Linked DNA regions of Mus musculus: region 1 is linked to region 2. The links are chromatin contacts, called in public promoter capture Hi-C maps. All regions are on one chromosome and are shown on one strand. Each heading gives the region's core, a stretch centred on a gene start, on an enhancer-like site or on the middle of the called end of the contact. The rest is flanking DNA. Distances are from core to core; before and after follow the strand shown.

Region 1 (4,159 bases), core at 1,057-3,556, 200 kb before region 2:
AACACCACATGGATCCTGTTCCAAAGTGCCACAAAAATAAACACCAAAAGCAAGACAGTAGAGGTCAAGTTGGGGCTTTACACCCGCAGTGGCCTTGTGCAGCCGCCTGTGCAGAGACCTCCATGTGCTGCTACTCAGGGTGCCACACAGCCCCCAGTCCTGGTGGACCCAGGAGAGGGAAGAATGGTCAGTTGCCAATGGGTTGCAGACCAGTGGGTGGGGCACTCACAGGCATAAGGGTGGTACAGAGGGAGGGCCAGTGTGGACATAAAGACATAAATGGACAGAGCCCAGAGTGGCCAGAAGCAGCAGTGGTAGTGGCACAGATCTCCAGAGAACTTGGCACGTGGCCTGGGCTCACCGTCATGGAGGATTCTGTGGACCTCCTGTCCAATGACTTGGCTCTTCGGTGTGGAGACAGGGGACAAGCATCTGAGAGAGGAGCTGTGGGGGCTTCGCTGGCAAAGTCCTGTGGCAGAGAGCAGCCACCCATCAGTACAGCTCAAGGCAGCCTGGGCACGCATGGGGACAACAAGTTGGGTAGTTCATCCCTCCTTGAGTGGGGCAGTGCTGTCTAGGCCCCACAGCAGGTTCTGGGATGACCCATGTCCTGGCATGCTTTGGTCAGTAGAGCAGCCTTTTCTTTGGATGCCTGGTTATCACTGGTCCCACCCAATTTTGCAGCTTCTCAGGTTACAGAAGACAGACAGCAGGCACCTCGTGAGCAACAAAGAAACTGGAAAGAAGATCTTGGGTACAGCAGGCCACAGAAGAGGCAGGTGGGCAAAAGGCTGGAGGAATCTGGGAGGAGGAGGAGGAGGAGGACGGCTGAGGTCTGATGGACCTTGTAGGCTAAGCAGAGAAACGAGGGTACAGCTTGCCACTCCAAAAACAAAAGAAGGAAAAAGGTATCATATTCGGCTTTGTTCCTGGGTGGCCTCAGTGGGAAGAAATTGTGCTAGTTACAACTGGGATCTAAAACTCATTGAAGCACCTTGTGGCACAGAAGGCTAACGCTGTAGGAGGGAGATGTGGAAGACAGGCTGATGCTCAAGAGGCTAACTGGAAAGGAACAGAGTAGAGGCCCAGAAGAAACATGTCCCTGGTATGTATGGGACTCAGAACATGTACGGCACTGTGTTCCCCAGACCCAAGCCATGCTGCCAAAGGCCCCACTTGGCCCCACACTGGAGCTCACCCGCTTTCTAGGGATGGCCCGTCTCTCACTGCGGCCCTGACGAGTGTCACTTGATGGAGTGGTCAGAATCAGCATGTTGGTTTCCATGTGCTCTGCTTTTTCAATGTCCAAGGCCTCAAATTTCTCAATTACCTGGGACCTCCTACAAAAGAGGACATGAAGCTGCTGAACTCGAGTCTCCCCGTTCCCAAGGTGGACTTCGTCTCAAGTCCAGTAGGGGCTCCTGTAGTCAGCTTGCACACCTGGCCTACCTCACTGGGCTCCAGTGTTAGCCTTTCTGTTAAACAAGTGAGGCACTGCTTACACAGTACTGATAGGACTTAGGGCACAGATTCAGTCTACTTGAGCTCCACTTTCCCCCATTCACGCTGGGCTGGAACAGCCATAGAACCTTTCCACACTGGGCCTGCACTGGCCCTGCTCCAACATTGGACTCATACAGCTTGGTACACCTTGGTAACCTCCCTGAGTCAGATACAATGAAGGACAACCACCACCTCCGCAAACATTGCACCCTCTAGTTATAATGCACCCCACAGTAGGGTGTTCAAAATTTAGCAAGATAAAAGCCCATGAATTAACAGTTTCTGCTAACATTAAAAGGAATCAAAATCAAAATAAAACAAAGCAGTTGATTTCATGTGAAAGGCCAGCGGCCTTGTCAGGCGGTCTGTGGCTGGGACGACGGAGCTGAGATGGAAGCGAAGCAGGTGGAGGAGGCGCGAACACAGCAGAGGGTGGAGAGGGCAAGACCTGAAAGAAAATAAGGCTGGGAAATGAATGAACAGAAAAAGACTGCTTTTAAAATTCAAATCATGATAAATCAAAGTTATCTAAGATTTAAAGCAGCAAACCCCAAGGTAATGGCTGAAGAGAGGAAACCCATAATTACCACATAGCCTAAGGAGTCCCCTTGAGGGATTAGGCAGAAGACTTGGGCTGCCTACCTGGGCTCTGAGAGCTGATTTCAACCTGCTGGGAGGATGGTCTCTTCTCACCAAACCTAAGGCCTGCTCTCCTAGGGACAGCCTACTCCCTCACAATGAGCGTGGGCGTGGCATGCATTCTGAACCAGTGGTGTGGAGCTGAGAGGAAGTGATAAAGGTCCCTTTCAGAAAGTTAAAATCTCTAATAGGCAAGAGGAAGTCATGGCCTAGAACCCAGGAACCTCTCTTTTCAGAGGTCACTACAAATCTTCCTTAACAGTTCCTTTCCTCAAGGGAGGTAAGAGGGCAAAGGCAGCCAGGGCTCAGGAGGGCTTGTGTGTGTTCTGCCTCCATACTCGGGGTCGTTAGAAGACTGGTGCTGGGTTAGCTTGCTGTGCCTATAGAGGCTGAGGTGAGGAGACTGGCTGGGAAAGCAGTGAGCTAAGCAGCTGCTGGCTGCCAGGTAGAGGAAAATCTTTTAAGTGCAGCCAAGGTGTCCTGTATAGCTAGACTGCTGCAGAAGAGCTGGACACCACCATCCCAGGGCCGCTGTTTCTTCTCGGGCTGAGAGCACTGTATCTGGCTAGAGTACTTCAAGGCCCCAGGATAGTAGGAGGGCTGTGCCAGGCCAGACTGGCACCATGGAATATAGGTTTATAGGGTTCCAAGCAGAGTAGTTAGCATGAGAAACTACTTGCTTGGGGGGACTTGCTATAGCTGCTTGACAGAGATGCTGCCAAGACATGATGAGACCAGGAGCTTGGGCAACCTCTGCATATAGCTAGTTCTCTGTGGCTAAGTTGGTGTTTCTGAAACAATAGAGGTGACAGAGTAGCTTCACTCAAGCTACTCTGACAAGGTGGAGAGGTCAGAGTTCCATTAGCTTTCTGTTAGTCACTAAAAGTGTTATAAGGATCTCCACACTTAGCAGACACAGGTCTAAGAACCTCCTATAAGAACTCCTTCAAAGGCTCAGAAGTCTCAAGAGCAAATTCCAAGCTCAGGGCTGCTGGTACTCAGGTAGGGTTGCTTACTGGCTTACTGAAGTTTTCCAAAAGTAACCCTGAGGTTTTCAACTTCCTTACTGTGTGGCAGGTCTGTCTTGGCTACAGTAACTCAATGCAAAGTAACTGGCATCTTGTCACTCTAACTTATCAGAGACCAGGATCCAGTCCAGCACCAGGTGGACTACTTGGGCCTCAGATAGCAGTCCTCAAAGAGCAACACCAACCAGCAAGATCATTCAGGAAGGGATAGTTACAGGGTTAATGTGCAGAAGTAGTCCAGGCACCAACACCAGCTGAGAATCATCCCCATAGTGGTGAAGAACATGCAAGAACAAAGCCTAGAGACTGCATCTATCTCAGGCAGGTAGACAAGAATGCATTCAAAATTAACATCTCTGACAAGGAGCCTAGCCAAGCAGGTGGGCAAAATGTTAACTCTGGCCTGCCACTAAACGTAAAGCATAGTTGACCCCATTTTGGAACCATCAGAATTAGCCTGCTCAGCAGCCAGCGCAAACCTGCCCCTGCCCACCCTGAAGGCCTCCTTAATGGTTAACAAGACCTTTCATTTCTGCTACCCACATGCTTTAGAAGGACATCAGGAGCTCTGATGCTGGTTCCTATCATAGAATCAGAGACTTCCTGCTGAAGGCCCACCCACTAGCTGTTATTCACCATGAGGGATGGGGGTCACCCAAGTTTTCACATCCTTGAAGCAAGGGTAAGAGTAACAGGTGCTTTCCTGAGCCACTGTTGGACTGTGAAGATTGACGATTATATGGAATACCAGGGAGCACTTAGTGTCCACTGTCTTCCTGAGGGTCCATAGGCCATTTGAAACAAGCTGGGTTGGGTGTCAACTAACTGAGTTGAGAAAAGGGGACAAGAGAAAGTCCTCCCTAATCTCATCCTGCCCTCAACACCTGACTGAACTTCAGCCTGCACTCAGGGCAGGGAAGACACTGCAGATATTTCTGGAGTTGCCTTTCTGAATAGAGGACTTCTTTGTAAAGCTAATGAAAGCAGTG
Region 2 (3,795 bases), core at 816-3,315:
GGTGTGCTACTACATACATCCAATTCAAAATAAATCTTATAAAAAACAGACAAACAAACCCAACTACCTGGTACAGAGCCGGAGAGAGCTGGTTCAGGGAGTAAAGGCACGAACCAGATGACCTGAAGTTTGATCCCCAAGGCCTACATGGTAAAAAGAATCAACCCCTGCATATTGTCCTCTAACCTCCACATAGGTGCCGTAGCACACACATACAGGCACACAACATAAATAGCTAAAAACGTTTAATGCTTTAATTTGAAAAACAAAATCTAAAATTGCTCAGTCAGGACTTGTATTGCTGAGACTTCACTCCTGTTGTACACATTCTCAGGTCAGGAACAATTACGGCTGCATTGTGATGTGCAATTGGATTGCCACCTAGCTCCGTCTCCTTCTCCCGGATTGCCATTGCCTTGCCACACCCCTCATCATCATCTCCAACTGGCCCAGTGGAACCCAGATCCCTGTGCATAACAGGGAGGTGCTCTACTGCTGAGTCACACCACCCCAGCATCCTTATCTCCGGTGACTACTTCCTTCCGCAGCTCCCACTCAGCATCTTCTGCCTGGGACTTCCCTGGTTTATTCCAAATCCCTTCTGCTGCTTCCCTGGTTTAGAGCAGACGAGCATCTGCTATGAGCTGGTTGGGGAACCAGAGGAGGACCTCAGCACTGAGCCAACTCACGAGGTTGGAACCAGCCACAACAGTCACCTGCGAGTGAGTGAAGACTGAGACCGGAGTTTTTACAGAATTAAGAAAACCACACTGCTCCCCTCCCTCTGACCCTCACCCTCCCGTACCCCTGCAGGAGAGAAGGAAAACCCATGGTCAGAGAAAAGAGGATTCTGTGTTTGGAGCCAGCCTGGGATACTTGAGACTCGAACTCAAAACCAGAGAACTGAAGATGTTGAATAGACATAGTTATCCATAGCAAATGGATATGCACAGATGAGACAAGCACAATGTAATAGACACACATGAATATTCAACATTAACCTTTTTTAAGAAGGAAATTCTGATGTACCTGAACACATTATGCTAAGTGAAGTAAGCCAGCCAAAAGAAACAAGCCCTCCATGAATCTACCTGCACGAGGAATCCATAGAGGTAAAGTTCACAGGGACAGAAAACAGCGGTGGTTGCTAGGAGATGGGGTTAGGTAATGGGGACTTATCATCTAGTGTGTTGGGAGCTTCAGTTGTGCAAGATGAGAAGTTGGTTGCACAACCATATGTTTTCTTGTTGCTAAGCCATATATGTAAAATTACTAAAATTCCACCTTTTATGTCACGTGTACCTTACTGTAAGAAACAAACAAACAAACAAACAAAACCAAAAACCCTTCTGTTTACTCACTCCACTCTGGCTGGTCCTTCTTAGCTTTTTCCCAGAGGTCTCGCCTGTTGATCGCAGCAAAGATCCACACAGCCATGGCCCAGGCCTTCTCCTCGCCATTGAAGTCAATCATGAGTGTGGCTAGATCCAAGTGATCTGCCTTCTCCATCTGGCCCCTGGGGACTGGGATACAGCCTTTCTCGGGCGGGTAATCTTCCAAATGCATTTTGAATTTCTTGAGGTCCACATCTTCAAGGTCCTCTAGATACTGAGCCAGCTTGCAACGGACACTCGTCATCTTCAGCAGCAGCCCTTTCGAGGGTCTCGGGGCTTAGGTCCACACTGGCAGTGCAGGAATGAAAACCCCATGGGAGTAAAGAAGAATGGTATTAAAAGTCTCCACTTCCAGAAAACGAAGTTATCAGAAACACAGGAAACTAGATGCTAATATTGAAACCTCTAAGGGTACCCCATAGATTGGTACAGGTTTTTAATGAATCACCATCTCTGACTTAGTAAGAACTGAGTAAGCCAAATGTTTACCAGAAAGTTCTCTTAGCTTGATCCAGACGTATGTCCTGAGCCATGGAAGAAAAGTTCCTCTGTAGAGATAAAAATAAGAAAGCCATTAACACAATCAGATGTGGTATACAGAGAACACGCATATACAAAGTCACCAGGACTCGTGTCTGACCAGAACCCATGGTGACGAGGCTAGGACCTGGGCACAGCCTTCACTGTTTCTCAACCTCAGCTTCCTCCTTCAGACACTGAGAAAGCAGAAGAGATTGCTTCCCGATTTCTTTTAATGGAAAGCCCTGGTTTCTTGCTTTTATTTTCAAAGGAAGGAGGAAGCCAGGAGAAAATAAGCTATAATAACCCCAGAGCACCAAGGTGAGGACTCACAGCCCAGACGGGCTGACAGCTAACCCTTCAGTGTTCCTCTATTTCCCACTGACAGACAGAACCCGATCAGGTGGAATTGTGTGCATATAAAGAGGAAGACTACATGCGTACATCGCTTTAACGGCTCTTTAACATCTCACATCTATAACGAGCATCGTGATTCACATTTAGTCAGAACTCTGGGCCTAGATGCTGCCCTGATTCTTTTTACTCTTCTCATCTAGTTTCTCCACTGAGGTGTGTAGGTTCCTTCTGCTGAGTGGTAGAGACACTAAGTGGCTTTCTCAGACTGAAGCCATAGATGGTAGAGGAAAGTGCCTGAAAGGTGGTGATGGCCTCCGAATTGATATTCATGTGACAGCAAGATGACATTGAAGGTGCCCCAAGCTCGATGTACCTGTCTCGTGTCCACTCTTGCATCTCCTCTCCCTGTCTCCTGCCGCACCTCACATCTTTCTGTCATCTCTAGTGTTCTTGCTGACTGCTGCCCCAGCTCCACAGATCCTCCTAGACTTTTGACCCCTCAGTTCCTAGTCTTTCCCAGGAGTTCTCAGCCCTCTGCCCCCTGCTGCTAAGACCTGCCACAACAGATTTGCTCTTTACATTAGCTGCCCCCTGGGCTTCCAGCACATTCCCCCCCTCACAGGCAGTCCACCCTCTGCCACCCTGAGTAGATGCTGTTTAAGTCCTAGGGAGCTATAATTGCTTCTTCTGTGAGCGCTCACGCGCACACACACCTCCCTAACATGCATGAACCACGTAACAGCAAACAGAACATCCCAGAAATACCTTAATGTTAGATGAGTCTAAAAGAAATTCCTTGTCTATTGACTAAGATAAATCATGCCATTAAAAATACCCTGGACCTTTTATCCACTCTGCTCCATGACATTGTACTCACCCAGATAGCAGCCTTGGGTACAAATAAAGGGGAAATGAGATAAATATATAGGGGTCACTGTGACACTGGAGACAGGAAGGATGTGGCTTCAAGACGTGAACAAGCTTGCATCACTGTCAAAGACGGATTGGCAGTTACTCATCTGGATGGATTTTCCAAACCCAAGCAATAGAGTTCTGAGTGTAAGCCTAAGCTGCAGACCAGAATTCCCGGGGGTTCCCTGCAGAAGCCTTTAGAAACAATGGGAAAAAGTGAAACCTCAGGGCTCAGCACAGGCAGCGAGCAGCTCAGTGAGGCCTAGGATCCCAGAGAGGGGGACATAAGCAGTGGCAAGCAGAACCAGTGTGTGGAGAGCTGAGGACAGAATCAGGCTTTGAAACCCTAGATTCTAATTTCTTTCTCCTGGCATGGAGGTGGTCAGCACGCAGCTCCAAGTGTTCTCCATCTCCTGTTAGTTTTAAAAGCATAAGTCTTACTCCATGACTTTTGGTCTCACCTGTCAGGCTGAGGTGGCTGTGTCCCAGGAAAAAGCCAAAGTGCTTGGCTTTCTTTACACCCCGAAGGACAAGGGAACTGATGGCCGCTCAGACCTGCTTCTCTGCCACCCTTGGTCACTGTAGAACCACTGTCTGACCATGGCAGAGACTC

Evidence for each region. Capture Hi-C pulls out chosen DNA fragments and counts their contacts.
Region 1: a promoter capture Hi-C map of adipose tissue shows a contact between it and region 2. The contact joins the promoter of 1700007J10Rik here to the promoter of Nlrp3 in region 2. A contact is called at or near these places in 16 of 39 promoter capture datasets (3T3-L1-derived adipocytes, the C10 cell line, the HPC-7 cell line and 8 more), 5 of 15 datasets of contacts at CTCF or cohesin (the NIH/3T3 cell line, embryonic stem cells, large pre-B cells and 1 more), 61 of 484 Hi-C or Micro-C datasets (3T3-L1-derived adipocytes, the AML12 cell line, B cells and 36 more), 7 of 115 datasets of contacts at active chromatin or transcription factors (T-cell acute lymphoblastic leukemia, astrocytes, bone marrow-derived dendritic cells and 3 more) and 3 of 9 other capture datasets (adipose tissue, liver and pancreatic islet).

The regions. Positions count from the first base shown.
Region 1 is chr11:59,738,301-59,742,459 of GRCm38.p6, reverse strand. 1700007J10Rik (RIKEN cDNA 1700007J10 gene) reads left to right here and starts at 2,306. Exons shown (of 6, transcript NR_045476.1): 1 at 2,306-2,422. Mprip (myosin phosphatase Rho interacting protein) reads right to left here. Exons shown (of 24, transcript NM_001368931.1): 8 at 1,199-1,340; 9 at 362-469.
Region 2 is chr11:59,540,956-59,544,750 of GRCm38.p6, reverse strand. It overlaps Nlrp3 (NLR family, pyrin domain containing 3), which reads right to left and starts at 2,065. Exons shown (of 10, transcript NM_145827.4): 1 at 1,884-2,065; 2 at 1,362-1,682. The coding sequence starts at 1,638.